Linked DNA regions of Pan troglodytes: region 2 is linked to region 1. A link is a contact called in public HiChIP or PLAC-seq data. All regions are on one chromosome and are shown on one strand. The core of a region is the stretch at or near the end of the contact, and the rest is flanking DNA. Distances in the headings are between cores, read along the strand shown. Region 1 holds the start of DHX38 (DEAH-box helicase 38). Region 2 holds the start of IST1 (IST1 factor associated with ESCRT-III).

The links. HiChIP or PLAC-seq counts read pairs in DNA pulled down with a chosen protein or histone mark.
Region 2: a contact with region 1 is called in an H3K4me3 HiChIP or PLAC-seq map of stem cell-derived excitatory neurons, with 3 times the contacts expected there. The contact joins the promoter of IST1 here to the promoter of DHX38 in region 1. A contact is called at or near these places in 1 of 7 Hi-C or Micro-C datasets (stem cell-derived neural progenitor cells) and 1 of 1 datasets of contacts at active chromatin or transcription factors (stem cell-derived excitatory neurons).

The regions. Positions count from the first base shown.
Region 1 is chr18:70,558,671-70,562,637 of NHGRI_mPanTro3-v2.0_pri, forward strand. DHX38 (DEAH-box helicase 38) reads right to left here and starts at 2,440. Exons shown (of 27, transcript XM_063797359.1): 1 at 2,191-2,440; 2 at 1-114. The coding sequence starts at 95. TXNL4B (thioredoxin like 4B) reads left to right here and starts at 2,587. Exons shown (of 6, transcript XR_008540062.2): 1 at 2,587-2,874.
Region 2 is chr18:70,780,953-70,784,670 of NHGRI_mPanTro3-v2.0_pri, forward strand. IST1 (IST1 factor associated with ESCRT-III) reads right to left here and starts at 2,362. Exons shown (of 10, transcript NM_001280382.1): 1 at 2,305-2,362.

The DNA of each region.
Region 1 (3,967 bases), core at 1,190-3,689:
GCACTTTTGGACTTGCAAATAAGACCGCCAACCTGACAGTCCAGATCAGTGCCTTCCAATCGATGGATCGAGGCATCCTCACTGGTGTCCCCCATCACAGGATCTGGGATTTCTCTGGAAGGAAGGCAAACCATTTGGTACTGGAGAAGGCTCAGCTCTACTATATCCCAGAATAAATGCAGTTATGGTTATATGTAGGTGATTAACCTTCCCCATCTCCCCTTAAGACCAGGACTACTTTTGCTCCCTCTCTCCAAGACCTTTCCATCAAGTCACTGCCAATCTCCAAAGATTCTCCTATTCCAACCCCCAATAAACACCAAAATAGATACACACACACACACACCCCATACATTCCTCCCCAGCCCCCACAAAGATCCAAGAGGCAATAAAAGGTCTCACTAAGGGACACTTTCTAGAGCCTGATGTCAGCAGCTGTAACAGGGATGTAGGAAAAACACCACTAAATTTGAATCAGAAACCTCAGTTAGAAACCAGGCTCTTGACACTTTCTACCTGTATGATGGTAAGCAAATAACTTAATCTTTGTTTAGCCATAATTTCGTATCTATTAAATGGAAAAAATTTTTACCTTATCTAATCCATGAAGCTATTGTGAGAATCAAACAAAAAGTGTATGTGAAACCATAAAGAGTAGCTCTTTATGTAACCATAACAGTTAACATAAATGTAACTGCTACATTATATTATTCGCTATCCTCCTATATACTGTTGGTCCCTCACCCATTTTTTTTACATGAGTTCTACCTCTTCCTCTCTTTAAACAACAGGTACAGCAGCACAGAGATGGGGCAGAAGGCTACCGTCCATGTTCTCCATACTTTAGTGGCTTTTCTTGGCCTAGCTGCGTTTTACAGAAAACAATTTACTCACAGCAGCCAAAATCAGTTTAATAACAATCCATGTTCACCAAAAATATTTATGAGAAACACCAGGTTAGGAAAAGGTGTTACTGAGAAGTATTTAAGTGGCTACAAGACTTCTGGCACTCAAGTTGGAACAAGCTCCTCTTTACCTCTCACTACACATCTGCCACTCATCAACATATACCAGTTCTGGATGCTTGGATAATTCCTCTCATTCCAACAAGTTAGCAAAGCAAAGGAGATGCCACCAGAATCCAGAATTGTTTACCAAACTCTAATTAAATGCACAGCTCTACAGAGTATTGCCAAACAGACTGGACACATAATATTAATGCAGAAACAAGAGTTACATTTTGAAAATGCCATCAGGCAGAACAGAAAAAAAGAAAGCTGCATATTGGTGACATCTGTGCGCATGTGAGGAAATCCACACAAGAAGGTAAAGATATACAGGCTCTACTCAATAGTTGTGTAAACTAGGAAAGGTACCCTGGACTGCCATTCTACGCAGTTGAGAGAACACTGGATGTGTTGTTGACTGCTGTAGCTCAATGTCTAGCAAAATAAGCGTTTGATAAATTAAAAAATGAATTAATTTAAACTTATTAAAGGAGGACAGGAACCCAAACATTTCTGGAGACAGCAAGGGAAGATTCCAGCAACACAGGACAAGGAGACAGCCAGAGAGAACTTCATTAGCTGCTGAGACGAACAAATAAGGAGCTAAAGAGCAAGATTCTTGAAAAGGATTAATGGCAAAGAAACTACAAGGCGTACGAGAAAGCCAGGGAAGAAAGAACCTGGATTCATTCATTCAACAATTATTCACTGAGGGTGTCCCTGAGCCAATTGCTGTTCTCGGCGATAGCAACAGAGAACAAGACAAAAATCCCCGCCCACCTGGAGCTGACATTCTAGTAGAAGAGATCGCCCACCAGATTGCCTGGTATAAATAACACTGTGAGAGAGCAGAGGAAGACACAAGGAGTCCTACTCGGGCTCGGTGACAGTCTGGGGTGGGTTAAAGCGGAGGCCTGGGAGAGGGAGCAAGGCCACTCCAGGCAGCATCCCTGGATCTCAGCGAGGCCGCTCCAGGCAGCAGGATTTGACCAGAGCAAGGAGGAAGGCCAAGGCGGCCAGGACGGATGCAGCATCCCTGAGGTGAGTAAGGCAAGGTGGGTGACAGGGACGACAGAGGAACTCCCGAAACTGGGGCCCGGACCTGAGCAGGGGACCAATATCCGCCGCCTGGAGCCGCCATGATTACAGAAGGGCAGGCCAGGAAGGAAGAAGGGACTCTCACCTCACCAAGCGCGACTCTTGGGACCCTTCTGTCCCGGATTCTGGGGCGCCGGCGCTGCCACCCCTCGCTCAGACAGGCTCAAGGAGCCAAAATCCACACCTTGAAAGCGGCCATTATTGTCCCTTAATACCTTGCGCGCCCCCTCTATCCGCCCAAAGCTACCATAGAGAGCAGCCTGGAACACGCCGATTCCTGGATCCAAGTGTGGAACGGTACGCCAACAGGCTCTCAAGGCCTCCTCTGGGGCTCTGATCAGACACTTCCGAGTCTCCTTGTGACCAATCACTCTTAGCCTAAGAGACTACATCCCGCCTCTAGTCTGGGGGCAGGAAAAGGAGGGGAAAAAGGTCGACCATCTTTAATACGGGCGGAGGTGACGCCTAGCTTCCGGTCAGAGCCGAGCAAGGTGGGCGGTGACTAGAAGCTCTTCCGTTTATTGGGTTGTTGAGCGGGGGCCGACCGACGGCCAGGAGTTTCTTTTCTGCGCTTGTGCGTTTTCTGTTCGGTTTCCTTCCCGCTAGCGGGGCCACGAGGGTTGCTAGGCAACAGCCCCTGGGTGACTTGGTCTTAGGGTCCTGTCCGGCTTGTGGCTGATGAAAGGAGCTGTCCGCGCCCGGGCTCTTCCGAGAAGTGGTTGCTGACAGCCACAAAGTGAAAGGGAGAGAGGCGGCGTGGACGAGTAAGGTAAGTGCTGGGGTCCCTTAGCGCTTGTGGGCCAGGAGCAGCGCAACACAGGTGACTTTAAATATGTATATCGGATATTTTGGAAAATGGAGATGCGCGCCCGGCTGTAAATAAAAATCACCCATGCGTTCACACGCAGAGATGACCACTGATTTCCAGTTGTTTTTCTGGAATACATTGTAGTAAGGTTCTGTACAAAAGTGAGTTCAAGCTTTTTTTCTTTTTTGGTGTTTCTGCAGTTGTGGCGCGCGCCTGAGGTTCCAGCTACTCGGGAGGCTGAGGCGGGAGGATTGCTTGAGCCTGGGGAGTTGAGACCAGCCTGGGCAACATAGCGAAACCCCGCCTCAGAAAAAGAGAGGGAGAGAGGAAAGCAGTGGAGTTATTGGTCAAAGAGTATGTCAGTTTTCTTTCCAGAAAGGTTTTGTGTCTGCATTCCAGCAGGAACTCCCTGTGCCTGCCCCTACCACTATCTTGTTTAATTTTTGCCAATTCAGTGACTTTGTAAACATATCTTTTAATTTGCTTTTCTTTGCTTACTAGTAAAGCTTAACTTTTTAGTTTATTTACTGTCCATTTGTACCTCTTCTTTTGGGAATTCTCTGTGGGTATCATTTACTATGGACATTTTCTTAGATGTGGTCTCAGTTTTCCTCTCCTGCTTCCAACATTGGTCCAGTTGCACACCTAGCCTCACCACTAACAACTTTGTTCTCCCCTTACTTTCTCCTTTCGATCAGTAACACAGAGGAATTGCTGTTTGTTTGAATTCTAGTGGGCCAGATCCGTCTTCTCTTTGACCTTCCCTTTCATTGGTAATTTGTTCTGCTGCTCACATCTGATGACGTCCCTTTGGGCCATCAATGTCCCTGTTTAAAGTATGACCTATAGCTGGAACAATCTTATTTCCTATGTGAATTTTAGTTAAATAATTCCTTTTTTTTTTTTTGGAGACGGAGCTTCGCTCTTGTTGCCTTGCCCAGGCTGGAGTGCAGTGGAGCGATCCTAGCTCACTGCAACCTCCGCCTCCAGGGTTCAAGCAATTCTCCTGCCTCAGCCTCCTGAGTAGCTTGGATTACAGGTGGCACCTGCCACC
Region 2 (3,718 bases), core at 1,112-3,611, 220 kb after region 1:
GCTGGGATTACAGGCGTGAGCCACCACTCCCGGCCTCAGTGTTTCCTTTTTTTTTTTTTTTTTTTTTTTTTTTTTTAAGACAGAGTCTCACTCTGTGGCCCAAGCTGGATCTTGGCTCACTGCAACCTCCACCTCCTGGGTTCAAGCAATTCTCCTGCCTCAGCCTCCCAAGTATTACAGGCGCCCGCCACCATGCCCAACTAATTTTTGTATTTATAGTAGAGAGGGGGTTTCACCATGTTGGCCAGGCTGGTCTTGAACTCCTAACCTCACATGATCCGCTCACCTCAGCCTCTCAAAGTGCTGGGATTACAGGCATGAGCCACAGTGCCCCGCACCAAGAGAGTTTCTTTTTTTTTTTTTTTTTTTTTTTTTTTTGAGACAGAGAGTGTCTCTGTCACCCAGGCAGGAGTGCGGTGGTGCAATCTTGGCACATTGCAACCTCCACCTCCCAGGTTCAAATGATTCCCCTGCCTTGGCCTCCCAAGTAGCTGGGATTACAGGTGCCCACCACCACACTTGGCTAATTTTTTTTGTATTTTTAGTAGAGAAGGGGTTTTACCATGTTGGCCAGGCTGGTCTCAAACTCTTTACCTCAAGTGATCTGCCTGCCTCAGCCTCCCAAAGTGCTGGGATTACAGGCGTGAGCCACGGTGCCTGGCCAAGGGTGTTTCTTAAGGTATAGTTTTACAAAGCTATACTCATGGACTGAGCAATATAGAATCCTTCTCATCGTATCTTGTTACAGTCTAAAACCTTGTAGTAAACGCTGTCTAATATTCCACTCAGTAATAATTTTTTCTTTTTAAGACGGATTCTCACTCTGTCACCCAGGCTGGAGTGCAGTGGCACGATCTCAGCTCACTGCAACCTCCGCCTCTCGGGTTCAAGCAAGCAATTCTCCTACCTCAGCCTTTGGAGTAGCTGGGACTACAGGCCACACCAACACTCCTGGCTAATTTTTGTATTTTTAGTAGAGACAGGGTTTCACCATGTTGTCCAGGCTCAAGCAATCCTCCTACCTCAGCCTCCTGGACTATAGATGCGGGCCTCCACGCCTGGCTGTTTTTATTTTTGTAGAGAACGGGATTTTGCTATGTCGCCCACGCTGTTCTCCAACTCCTAAGCTCAAGTGATCATCCCACCTAGCCCTCCCCAAGTACTGGGATTACAGGGGTGAGCCACCACATCTGGCCAGTTTTATCTTCTAATGACTATTACCAAGTCCCCCTATCCCAGAAGTTCTGAGGAAGCAAATTTCCCACAAACTATTGGCTTGTAAGTACAAAAGCCAAAAGGCTTCTACTGGGAAAGGAGAGGGAAATATATACATATATATTTCAACTATTACTAAATTAGAAAAACACAGACATAGGAGGGGTATAGATAAAACAAGATTAGGCATGAGTTGATCGTGTTTGAAGCTGGATGACAGAATTCATTATACTCCTGTCTGCTTGAAATTTTCCATAATAAAAAGTTAAAATATTACACATAATTTTAAAATTCAAGTTTCCCCTAAAGATCTAAGACCAGACTTTAAGTTTACTACGACAGACAGTGTCTTTTGTAATTAACCTACAGCTCCTGGGTCCCGACCCTCCTCAAAGTTTATGCTGTTGAGTTCCAAGAGGTCACCTCCAGCACCCCGGAAGAAGAGCACCGAGAAAAACAAAGAGGAGAGGCGCAAAGATCCTTCCAAGACCTCTCACTACACACGCAGGGATCCGAGAAAGCGGGCAGAGGCCGCTCCTTACTTCGGCGAAAGAAATTGTAATTTTCTCAGGCCAAAGTGGACCCAAGTCCGTTCCCCCAACCCAGGAACAAGCCCAGGAGACCACCCCGCCCGGTGGAAGCTGCCCGGACTGGGGGGCATCCGCCTCTCGCGGCACTGGAAGCTCTGACCTTCCCGAAGTCTCTCCGGGCCAGAAAAGACGGGGTAGGGGTGTCGCCGAGGAGCCCTCGCCGAGGCCGCGGCGTTTCCGCCCCAGGGAAGACACACCTCGGGGCAGGAAGACTAGAGGAAAGTTAAGCGGCTTCGAGGATCCAGGACCAGCGGCCTCCGACCCGCTCGCGGCCCTGCCACGCCCCCCACCCAGGCCTGGGCAGCCTCCTGCGCCGCGGGCCCTCGAGGGCCTGACCTCCGGTCTGACCCCCACTTCCACTATCCTTCCCTTTCTCCTCAGCTGCCCCCTCCGAAGTCGTTTGAATCCCGGGCCCTAGCGCTAACTAGAGACCGCTAAATCAGGAGCGCAGAGAGAAGAGGAAGACAGAGACCTCTGACGCCGAGGATGCCACACTCACCTAACCGAATCCTGCCGTGAACACAGCAGACACCGACTTCAGGGTTCACCATCCAAAATGGCGACTCCCTCGGCCTCAGCACAGCAAGCGCGGGCGGAGGGATCCACGGGGCCGATATAGCCACGCCCTCCTTCCCAGGGATTGGCTGCGCGATCGCCGCTGCCGGGACCCACGCGCTGACTCGGGGCACCCTCCCTCGGTTTCCTTTGGAGTCGGCGCGGCCGGGGACTACTTCCCGCGGCGGAGGCACGGGAGACGTTGGGAGAAGCGCCACGCCGACTGAGTCAGCTGCTGGGGGCGCGCCCTTAATTTCGCTCTGGGCGCGGTGAGGCCAGCCACAGCTGTTGATTCTCGGACTCTGCGCCCACGGCCTCACCGCGCCCAGTGCTTTGGTGCCGGATTCTTCCATTACCGGCTGCCAGTACCGCCTCTCTGACGCCGGGAGTTGCTCCCTAAGATCTGCTGCCGCCTTTCGCTGGACTTTCCCCCTGGGTGGAGCGGCCGAGGGGGTTTCGAAGCCTGCGTATCCCTGACTCTTCACCCAGCGCCTCCGTGTCCCTCTACGGGCTCTAAGCGTTCCCCCGCCCCGCTTTTAAGCCGTCCGGTTGCCCTTTCGACCAGCATCGCTCCGGTCTGTGTGGTGTAATTCAGTAGTGTTTCCTCAGCACCACATTCTCTGGCGATTTCCCTAATTTATCTCGGTATTCAGAGAAAACTTTTTCCTTGGTTACCTTTGTTTTTAACTTGAAAACCATTATCGCTGCTTAAACCTGGAAGGGACCTTCCCAGCACTTTGAGAGGCGGGGCGGGAGGATCGCTTGAGCCCGGGAGTTGCAGACCAGCCTGGACACCATAGTGAAACCGCATCGCTACAAAAAAAAAAAAAAAAAAAAAAAAAGTTAAAAATTAGGGGAGCGGCAGTGAGCACTTGTGGTCTCAGCTACTCGGGAGGCTGAGGCAGGAAGATCGCTTGAGCCCAGAAGGTCGCTGCTGCAGTAAACCGTGATCACGTCACAGCACTCCAGCCTGGGCTACAGAAAAAAAGAAAAAGGGCCGGGTGCGGTGGCTCACGCCTGTAATCTCAACATTTTGGGAGGCCGAGGCAGGTGTATCACTTGAAGTCGGTAATTCGAGACCAGCCTGGCCAACATGGAGGAACCCCGTCTCTACTAAAGAGGAAATTACGCATGGTGGCGCAAGCCTGTAATCCCAGCTACTCCGGAGGCTGAGAGGCAGGAGAATCGCTTGATTCTCGAGTTACAGTGAGCCGAGATCGGGCGATTGCCCTCCAGCCTGGGCAACAAGAGCGAAACAACGTCTCAAAAAAAAAAAAAAGAAAAGGGAAAAAAGAAAAAGGGGCCTCCAGAAGGAAGTCATCTGCTCCCTGCTGTGGAGGCTGCATCTAACGCTTGTA